Regions from separate parts of the Sus scrofa genome. Here regions 1 and 3 are each linked to region 2. A link is a contact called in public Hi-C and HiChIP or PLAC-seq data. All regions are on one chromosome and are shown on one strand. Each heading gives the region's core, a stretch centred on a gene start, on an enhancer-like site or on the middle of the called end of the contact. The rest is flanking DNA. Distances are from core to core; before and after follow the strand shown. Region 1 holds the start of DNAJC5 (dnaJ homolog subfamily C member 5). Region 2 holds the start of PPDPF (pancreatic progenitor cell differentiation and proliferation factor). Region 3 holds the start of ARFGAP1 (ADP-ribosylation factor GTPase-activating protein 1).

Region 1 (3,314 bases), core at 336-2,835, 220 kb after region 2:
TGTGTGCTGTGGTACAGATTGCAGAGGCAGCTCAGATCTGGCGTTGCTGCGGCTGCAGCTCCAAGTGGACCCCTAGCCTGGGAACTTCTATAGGCCACAGTTGCAGCCCTAAAAAGGAAAAAAAACAAAAAACAAAAAACAACCCCAAAACACCAGATGTAGATACTAATCTGGCCTTTCTGCTGCTTGTTTTTCTGGCCTACGCCTTTTTTGTGCTGCCTGACTGATGTTGCACAACTTAATAACTGCCAGGAGACTTCCTGAGCTCTCTGCCACTTAGAGGCCCCAGGCCTGGGGCAAACTGGGCAGTTCAAGGATGGCAGAGAGGTGTAAGAAGAGGGTGGAGGTAAACGGGGCTGGAGCTTGTTGGCAGAGTTTGGATTTTACTCAGTATGTCATAGGAAGACTTCAGTGTCATAAAGTTTCTGTGTTAAGAATGTGACTCCGCTGATGTGGGCAAGTGTGGAAGTGAGGAGGCAAGAGAAGTGAATGGAAAGGTCGATTTGGGGGAGTTCCAGGCCTGGCTTAGTGCTTACCGAATCGGACCAGGAACTCTGAGGTTGCGGGTTGGATCCCTGGCCTCGCTCCGTGGGTTAAGGATCTGGCGTTGCCGTGAGCTGTGGTGTAGATCGCAGACGCGGCTCGGATTCCGAGTCGCTGTGGTTTTTGTGCAGGCCGGCGGCTGCAGCTCCGATTCGACCCCTAGCCTGGGAACCTCCATATGCCGCGGGTGCGGCCCTAAAAAAGACCCCCCCCAAAAAAAAAATCGATTTGGACGGCTTTCAGGATGAAATAGCACATACAGATGTACCAGGCACTCAGTATACGGCAGAATACCTCCTGTTATAAGGAGTGTTAGCGAAGGGTGACGAGCAGGTCTCCCCTCCCTCGGAGTCAAAGAACGGGTCGAAACTGGACCGGAAGGGAAGTGAGTAGAAGTTGGTACAACTGCCCATTCAAGGCATTGTTTGCAGGTGATTCTGGGAGGGGCTGGACAATGGCTGTGACACTTCGGCGATTGGGGAGGTAGGAAGCAAGTCACATCTCTGCACCGCGCGGTCCCTAACAGTGGTTCAGGGGTCGGCGGCCTCTGGGACAACTCCCACCAGCTCCCTCTTTCGCTTGTTCTTTGACGAGAACAATTGCGTTTCCCCAATCTTACGTGAAGCTCCAGGCAAAGTCAGCCGCCAAACTAGTCCCCGCATCCGTTTACCGCAGCACCTGTCGGCGCACTAGCCACTACCTGAAGCGCTGGCGGGCAGGCCCCGCCCCCGCGTCTCGGCCCCGCCCCTGCTGGGCGGTGGAGGCTTCCGGCTCCGCGGTGCAAGCTCCGCCCACAGCTCTCGGAGCACCCGCGTATGGGCTGGCACTCGGGACTCCGCCCTCAGTAGGCGGAGCCTCCGCTGGGAGCTCTGGAGCCTCCGCCCACTGCTGTCATTCGGGCCCTGCCCCTCGTGGGCGGAGCCTCTGCGCAGCGCTCTGAGCGCACGCGCGGCCTGCCCAGCCCGCAGCTCCGACCCACCGGCGCCCACGTCCTCCCGGGAGCGCGCGCGCCGGTGCGGGTGCGTGCGTGAGCGTGCGTGAGCGTGCGCGCCCTCGCCGCCTCTGCCGGTGCTGCTCCCGCGCCCTCTGCCGCTGCCCCCGCCGCCGACTCCGTCGCCGCCGCCGCCGCTGCCGCCGCCGCCGCCGCCGCCGCCGCCGCCGCCGCCGCCGCCGGGTCCCGAGGCGCAGCCCCGGCTGAGGAGCGCGTCGGCCGGCTGCCCAGCAGCGCTGCGCAGGGAGGAGCAGAGCCGCGGAGCCGGCGGGCGGGCGGGCGCGCGGACAGGTGAGCTCGCGGCGGGCCCGCGGCATCGCGTCAGGCCGGGCGGGGGCCTCGCGGTGACTGGGGGCGGGATGTGGAGGCGGCTGGAGGAGGGCGGGGGCGCAGGGGGGCGCGACGCGGGCTGGGGGGCCGCGCGCCCGTAGCCGGAAATGGCGGCGACCCCCTCCCTCCTTGTTTCCCTCCCTCCCCGCTCGGGGCGGGGGGCGGCGGCCGGGCCGGAGAGGCGCCGGGAGGCCCAGGGCGCGCGCCGTGGCCAGGCCGCCGGGCCCGCGCTGTGGTCGGCCAGACCTGACCGGCGGCGGCGGCGGCGAGGGCCCAGGGCCCGGCGTGTGCGCCGGGCGCCCACCGCCCTGGGGAGGGGCTTTCCTGTCCAGGGGGCCGCGGGGGGCAGAGCCGCCGGATGCAGCAGCCACGTAACCTGTCCCCGGGTCACGCTTGGAGCTCGGCGAAGTGAGCTTTGTTCCTTGACGCGCTGTAAATTAATCTCGGGGGTGTGAATCGTCGGCCTGGTAAGAAAGAAGTGTTTTCTCTGCGTCGCAAGGACATTATTTGGAGCATCGCTGTGTATTGTCTTGCGGAGACAGTGTCGGGAGCTCTTCCCTTCAGGTTCTAACTTGTTCGTGTTGAGAGGCTGGATTAAGGAGCCCCTTTTTCATGTGCCTGAGACGATTTATCGGAGTGCATTTGGTTGTGCCACACAGGAAGGGAAGCAAAAGTTTCAGTTTTATTTTGATTTTCGTGTTGAGGTTTGATAAGGAGACATTTTAACCAGCCGGTCGTAGCCTAATGGGTGCCGTGCTGGACACCTCTGTCTGTTTACAAACTATCTTAATGACAAAACAAGTGTACTGGCCCGTCTGTGACTTGGTTGCCTAAAGGCAAAGCTCTGAGATTTTATGTTTATTCTCTTGCTCCTCTCTTGTTCAGTGTTGTCGTGAGTGTCAGCATCGTGTCATCTGTCAAATGAGAGGTGACGCTATGAGGCAGGACTTAAGGGCTTTGGGAAACTTTATAACTGAGAGCCAGCAGCTCTCCTTTGACCTGTCAGGACTCTGGGACCCCGGGCACCTCTGGGGGCCTGTGGCCAAACCAAGGGCTGTAGGAGCCGCTCTGGCTGTGGGGCAGGTGCCTCCACTAGCCCTGGGATCTGAGGGTCGTGTGTGTTGCGCCTGTTCCCCTTGGCCGTGGCGAAAGCAGACCACCTGGGCATCTGTGGTGAGCAGACGCTTAGGTCTGCATGTGGAGGAGACAGCCTTGCTGAGGGACCTCGGCTCTGGAGCCTGTGGCCTTGGGTGGGCACCTTTGTTGGGGAGGGACGCCCCTTGCCACCCTCTGACCCCCACCGCCATGGCCTCTTGGCCATTCTCTCAACAGACTCATGTGCTCTGTCCTCGGATCTGCCCGGATCCCTCACTTCCTCACTCTTAGGCCCAGTGAGGGCAGGCCTTCCCTATCTTACCTAGAATTCCAGCTCGCCACCTCCGGTTTCCTG
Region 2 (3,256 bases), core at 363-2,862:
GGTGACTATGGAGGGAGGGTCTCGTTGTGACGTGGGAGGGGTGAGGCTCTGCCCGAGCCAGAGGGGACCACGCGCCCCTCTTCCAAAGTCTCGTCTCAGGCGGATGAGCCATCCAATTGAACTCGCTGCGAAGCACGGCTCACTTTGAAGCCCATGCACTACCTGGCTGGACCGACCTGCCCTTTGCCCGGTGACCAGCCAGGAAGAGTCCAAGGTGGAAAAGTAACGAAAGCCACCTGAGCCAGGAAGCTGCACTTCCCTGCCTGTTCCCCGGGCCACGCTGCTACCCAAGCCGGGTCACAGTTAGGAGGTCAGCGGCCTTGACCCCCACCCAGCCCGATAAAGGATCATGTCCCCCCCACCGCCGGGGCCTTGGTTTCTGAGCAAGTCAGCCTGCGGAACCTGGAGGGTCTTTGAGGGGACGAACTCAGGGAGGCTCGGCAGAGGGGGTTACAGGACCTTCCCGGTAGCTCCTCCCCCCAACCCGCTCAGATTTCCTGAGACCCTCCAACCACCAGGGACACAACTGCCCAGCAGCAAAGAGCCAAGGAGAGTCCAGTGAGACCTCCCCTCCCTGCAGAGGGGGCTTGGGGCCTGGAGGAGGCTGCTGGGGAGGGAGGCTGATTTTCCCGTTGGAAAGGAGGTTTTCCTGGTGGAAGAGCCAGGGTGTGGCAGGGCCCAGGCGCCACGGGGACCATTCTGGAGCTGCCCAGGCCAGGGGCTTCACTTCCAGCTCCTGGAGATCCCCAAACAGCTGCTCTTCACCGCACTTACCCATAGAAGTCATGCCCCTGCACCCAGCTTTCCCCACTCCCTCCCTCCCCCATCCCCCTTGCAAGCAGCTGGATGTGGGCAGGAGCCAAGAACCGGGAGCGGATTCTGGAACCCCCAGAGCTGTGAGGGGGGCGTGGGTGGGTCTGCAGTGACTTCCTTGAAGGGCTGGAAAGTCTGAGGCACACAGTTGGTTCAGGGTACCAGCCAGTGCCGACAGCTGGGCAAGGGCACCTGCCAGCGAGGGCCCACATCTGCCCGAAGGCTGGGGTCTCGCAGGCAGATGCCCTCCCACCTGTCCCGGGTGAGAGTGGGGCGAGCCCCATCCTGAGCAGAGAAAGCTGGAGCAGAGGGGCACTGCGGGGGCTGGGCCTGTGGGGCTGCGGACAACAGCAGAAACAGGCTGGAAGGGCAGGGGCCACGGTTCGGCATATGCTCCCTCCCTCCACGGAAAAAGCTGGAAAGGTGGAGACAGGCGGGGCCAGTAGGGAACCTGGGTCCAAAAGGATGGCCAGAGCCCAAGAAGGGGTCCAAGGGGTGGGAGGGAGGCAGGCCCTGCTCTGGGATTGGGGCGGGGGTCATTTAACCACTCCAGGCCAGGCTAGGCCAGACTCCGCTGTCTGGGCAGCCAAGGTCGGACCGGACGCCGCGCGGCTGGACTTCCTCCGAGGCGGGCCCGCGAGGGCCGGGCCCCGGGCCGGGGCGGGGCCAGGCTGAGCTTCGGGCGGGGTCTGATCGGCTCCGCCTGGGTCTTGGGCGGAGTCGGGGCCTGGCCGGGGGGCGGGCCCTCCTTGGGGCGGGGGCGGGGCCGGGGCCGGGGCGCCCCGCCCTCCGAGACGCGACCGCGGCACCGCCTTATAAGGGGCGGGCGGGGGGCGCGTCCGCGCGTGCGCGCCCCGCGCGTCTGAGTGTGGAGCGGCCGTCTGCGGTCTCCCGGGCAGATGGGTTCCGTGGCCTAGCGTCCCCGTCCCCGCCGTCCGTGATCGTGCGCCGAGGCCCGCGAGGGGTCGCCGCCGAGGTGAGGGCCTGGGCGGCGGCGCGTGGGTGGGGTCGAGCGGCCGGCCTGGGCGGCGGCGGGCGGACGGGAGGACGGACGGTCGGGCGGGGCGCGGGTGGGTAGGGGGCGACGGGCAGAGCCCGGAGCGGGGGTTAGGGGCGCGCCGGCCGCTTCCCGGACCCCCAGGTCGGAGGACCAGCGCACAAAGCGCCATTGTTGCCCAGCGCGGCCGGTTCGGGCTGGTTGGAGCCGCCCGCGCGGAGGGGGCGGTCCGGGAGTTCCGCCGCCCCGCCTCGGCTGGGTAAACAAACCCGGGCACGGGGCTGACCCTGGAGTCCGGGCGGGGCGGCTCTGCCCGGGTGGGGAGCGGCCTTCTCCAGGGGCAGCGGTGACCGGACGGACTCCCCGACCCCCGCGTGCGCAGGTTCCCAGCAGCCCCCAAGCAAGAGCATGGCAGCCATCCCCTCGAGCGGCTCGCTCGTGGCCACCCACGACTACTACCGCTGTAAGTAAGCCCCTTGCCCGCCCGCCCCCAAGTCCCACGTGGGCTGGCCCAGCCAGCTTGTGGTGCAGCCCAAGTTTCTTGAGAGCCCCTCTCTGGGTGCCACGTGCGCCGCCGTGGACCCCTGACCCTGGCCCTGTGCTACCAGCAATGCTAGCCCTTGGCCTGGTGGGCTGGGGGTGCTCAGTGCCCAGTGGAGCTGACCCGGCCTCCCTCTCCAGGCCGCCTGGGCTCCACTTCCAGTAACAGCTCCTGCGGCAGTGCCGAGTGCCCCGGAGAAGCCATCCCCCACCCCCCGGGTGAGTGCAGTTCTGCTCCCCTTTGTACTGGGGGACTGTTGGGGGAGTGGGCTGCAGCAGCCTGACCTCACTCTGCTTCTCTCAGGTCTCCCCAAAGCTGACCCGGGACACTGGTGGGCTAGCTTTTTTTTCGGGAAGCCCACGCTCCCACTCATGGCCACGGTGCTGGAGTCCCCGGGGCACTCGGAATCTGCCGGGGCCTCCACCCGCATGATCACCTGCGACCTGGCTCAGCAGCAGCCTGGCGGCCAGCCGGGCACACCCAACTGCAGGCCTCCCTCCTGAGAGGCCACCACCAGCTGCCAGGCTTCCTTCCAAGGCGCTAGGCTCCTCAGAGCCCCTCCCCTGCCCTCCCCTTCCTGAGACTCAAGAGCTGCAGCTGGAGGCAGCAGTTGGGTTCTTTAATTGAGAACAGCACACCACCAAAAAGAAAGTGAGAGAACCCCGCTCTTGACTATCCCAAGCCACATGAGAGCCTTTCGGACACGCCGTAACCCTGTGCCTTGCACCCAGTGGAAAATAAACACGGAGCAGCCAGCAGGCTGACCGGTGTGTGAGCTGTGTGCGTGCCCCTCCCCCCACGTGGGACGGATGAGTCCACCAACCCCTCAACCTTCTCGCCTCCCAGGCAGCAGGCAGCTGGCCCTACTCGCGGCCCACCTGAACCGGGGCCACCTCGGGTCTGGC
Region 3 (3,348 bases), core at 559-3,058, 160 kb before region 2:
CACTGTCTCACATTGCCGCTGAGTAGACCTTATGAGTGCCCCATCCACACCGTCTTAGCCCTTTTGTGTTTGAGATGCCAGCAGCTCGAATCGCCCAGAAACGAAGAGGAGCACCCAGGGAAGCTTTCAACCAGCAGTGGAGGGAAAATGCAAATGAGACTCTGTGTTGTACCCCTCAGACTGGCTGCAACTAAGAGGCTGACAATACTAAGTGTTGCCAAGGACATGGAGCAACTGGAGCTCCGGGGCTGGCAGAGTGTGAAATGGTACAGCTGTTTCGGAAGACTGCCACACAATTTTTTACAAAGCTCAACATGCCCTTTACTTCATCACCCAGCAATGTTTCTTCTAGGTAATTAAGCAAAAGAGGTTTTGAAATATACCCTTGGAGTTCCCGTCGTGGCGCAGAGGTTAACGAATCCGACTAGGAACCATGAGGTTGCGGGTTCGGTCCCTGCCCTTGCTCAGTGGGTTAACGATCCGGCGTTGCCGTGAGCTGTGGTGTAGGTTGCAGACGCGGCTCGGATCCAGCATTGCTGTGGCTCTGGCGTAGGCTGGCGGCTACAGCTCCGATTAGACCCCTAGCCTGGGAACCTCCATATGCCGCGGCCCAAAGAAATAGCAAAAAGACCAAAAAAAAAAAAAAATGAAATATACCCTTAAAGGACTTGTACATGAACTTCAGGGCAGCTCTATTCACAACAGCCAAGACTCAGAGATGACTGTAGTGTCCAATATGTGAACGGATAAACAAAGGGGCATTTTCATGTCGTGGAATAGTATTCAGCTGTGAAAAGGAATGAAGTGCTGACAGAGGCTAAGACAGGGACGAACCTTGACAACATAGTCTGAATGAAAGAAGCCATTTGAAAGCGTGGCATGATTCTATTAGGTGATGTTCTAGAACAGACCACCTGAGAAATGGGCTAAAAGAACAGGGCTTGCCTCCGATGAGATGCCGTGTAACTGATCATGGTGGTGGCTACGCTGGGGCGCACATCCGCCAAGACTCACTGAATGCACATTACTGAAAATAAACTATGTCTCAGTAGAAGTGTTTATATTGGGTTACTCCAAAAGTTACGGAGGTCCGTGAAGAATATGCGGACTTCTCAGAAAAGCATAAAGTGAAAACAAAACCAAAAATCGTTTGCCATTATACCTCCCAGAGAGCATCACTCTCGACAGTTCCTTTCCTGCAGTCAAATTTCCCGTATTTGGGATCTTACTATTCACACTGCTTTGCAGCCTGCTTGCACCCTTCTTCTCCTCGGAGTTCACCAACGGGCTCGGCCAGCGGGAGGCCGGATCAGGAGATCGGGAGGTGAGAGGCCAGAGGGGCCGGCATTTATTCCTGCGGCTTCCTCGGCTAGATCTCCTCGGCTGGCCACGCCCTCAACCAAAGATAACAGCTTCTCTGGGGCAGAGGCCCTGAGGACTCTCTCCTTCCGGAGTCCCGGAACCTCTCCCTCCCCCTTTTCCTTGGGGCCTGTTGACGTCACAGCTCTGGGGCTCCAGCTCCGGCGGCCCGCAGAATTCCGGCGGTGCCCTAAGCCCGCCCACGCCCCCCTAATCGGCTCCCTTGTAAGTAGACGCCCCTGAGCCATCCTCATTTGAGCGTCCTGATGGCGCGTCGCCGGTGAGCGTGGCTGTCGGCCCCCAGGACCTCGTGGGCCCCGCGGGACAACCAGTCTGAGACTGCAACCCTGGGAAGGACGCGTCCCCATGGTGATGGGGCAGGGACGCGCTTCCGGCCCAGCCGGCCGGAGGAAGTCCCGCCCCCGCCGGCCCGCCCCCGGCTTCCCGTCAGGCCTCGCGACGCGCTACGTAGCCGGAAGCGGGTGGCGGCGGGGTGGGCGGCCGGCGAGCATCTTCGGTGCAGTTCGCGGCGCCGCCGACCCCAGCCCGGACCCCCGCCCGGACCCCCGCCCGGACCCCCGCCCGACGGGCGCGCAGGATCGAGCCCTGCCAGGTAAGACACGGCCGAAGTCCCGGCTCCCCCCGGCTAGTCCTCAGCCCCTCCCGGCGGCTGCCCCGCCCGGACCCCCACCCCTCCCGGAGGCCGCCTTGCCCCTGCCGCCCCCGCCCCGGCGGACTGCTGCCCGGGGGGCCCCCCCGCGCCGCCCCTCCGCCGCCGCCCCCGCCCGGACCGACCCCCCGCCCACCCCGCCGCGCGCCCCCGGCCCCCAGCCTTCTTTCCTCCGAGGCTGTCACGGGCCCCTGCCCACCGCAGCCCCTCCGTGGGGCCAGCCGGCCCTGCCCCGTCCCCACCTTCGGACCCAGGACCGGGTTTGGACACAGGCTCTGGTCAGGCCGGGTCGTAGCTCCGAAGGGGCTTCCCGCCCGAGGAGGGAAGAGTCGGTGTCGGAGAGGCCCTTCCGGGGGCAGCCTCCGGGCCTCAGCTCCTTGCCTCCTCATCCGCGGTGGGTGATCGTCTTGGGAGGAGAGGAAACCGAGAAGCGACTCTAAGATTCTTTTTCAGGTTATGTGCCTTCAGGTTAGAAGTATGCTCCTTGGCCGCCCTCGCTGTTGAACAGCCTCATCGCAGGCCCCGAAGGAGAGTTGTGCTCATTCAGTGCAGGCGCGATGTGCCGGCCAGGCTGTTTCTGACGGGCCCGGTGGGGCCGTAACAATGGCCCGGGGATAATTAGCCTTGACATTTGGCTTCCGCTCTCTGCTTTAGAGTGAGACAGCCTTGTGCTTGGACGAGGCGCTTTGGGTGTCTTGGCTGGTGTCTGAGAAAGATGAGGGTAACAGCCCTGGGGACCAGGCAGTGTCCCTGCGTCACCCCCTTTGATCTCCAGGGTTGAGGAGGTCCCCACTTCAGGAGCAGCATCCTGCAGTCTGAGAAGTGGTTTTCTTCATAAACGGAGAAAAAGTGTGTTTAGTTCACTGTTTGCAGAAGCCACATCCACGTGCAGAAAACTGTGTTTGACCATCTTGATTTCAAACATTAAAACAGGAGTTCCTGGATCATTTTCCAAGATAAACTGTTGTTTTGTTTTGTTTTTTGGGATTGCTTTTGTGTTTTTTACCTTTTCTAGGGCCGCACCTGCGGCATATGGAGGTTCCCAGGTTAGGGGTCAGATTGGAGCTGTAGCCGCCAGCCTACACCGGAACCACAGCAACGCAGGATCCGAGCCGCGTCTGTAACCTACACCACAGCTCACGGCAACACTGGATCCTTAACCCACTGAGCGAAGCCAGGGACCGAACCCGCAACCTCAGGGTTCCTAGTCAGATTCTTTAACCGCTGAGCCACAACGGGAACTCTGATAAACTCTAATTTTGAAAGTTAGCAGGTATTTGTTTTTCTGTATCCAACTTAAAATTTCACAGCATTTAGGG

What was found. A called contact is a pair of places that touch in the nucleus more often than the background predicts. HiChIP or PLAC-seq counts read pairs in DNA pulled down with a chosen protein or histone mark.
Region 1: a contact with region 2 is called in an H3K27ac HiChIP or PLAC-seq map of alveolar macrophages. The contact joins the promoter of DNAJC5 here to the promoter of PPDPF in region 2. A contact is called at or near these places in 1 of 5 promoter capture datasets (liver), 2 of 47 Hi-C or Micro-C datasets (both in liver) and 1 of 2 datasets of contacts at active chromatin or transcription factors (alveolar macrophages).
Region 3: a contact with region 2 is called in a Hi-C map of liver, with 4 times the contacts expected there. The contact joins the promoter of ARFGAP1 here to the promoter of PPDPF in region 2. A contact is called at or near these places in 1 of 47 Hi-C or Micro-C datasets (liver) and 1 of 2 datasets of contacts at active chromatin or transcription factors (alveolar macrophages).

What each region holds. Positions count from the first base shown.
Region 1 is chr17:62,753,045-62,756,358 of Sscrofa11.1, forward strand. It overlaps DNAJC5 (dnaJ homolog subfamily C member 5), which reads left to right and starts at 1,586. Exons shown (of 6, transcript XR_002339937.1): 1 at 1,586-1,825.
Region 2 is chr17:62,535,898-62,539,153 of Sscrofa11.1, forward strand. It overlaps PPDPF (pancreatic progenitor cell differentiation and proliferation factor), which reads left to right and starts at 1,613. Exons shown (of 4, transcript XM_021077704.1): 1 at 1,613-1,789; 2 at 2,193-2,273; 3 at 2,492-2,569; 4 at 2,655-3,115. The coding sequence starts at 2,219. The coding sequence ends at 2,854. It overlaps PTK6 (protein-tyrosine kinase 6), which reads right to left. Exons shown (of 7, transcript XM_021077703.1): 7 at 2,956-3,256.
Region 3 is chr17:62,378,252-62,381,599 of Sscrofa11.1, forward strand. It overlaps ARFGAP1 (ADP-ribosylation factor GTPase-activating protein 1), which reads left to right and starts at 1,809. Exons shown (of 12, transcript XR_002339924.1): 1 at 1,809-1,972.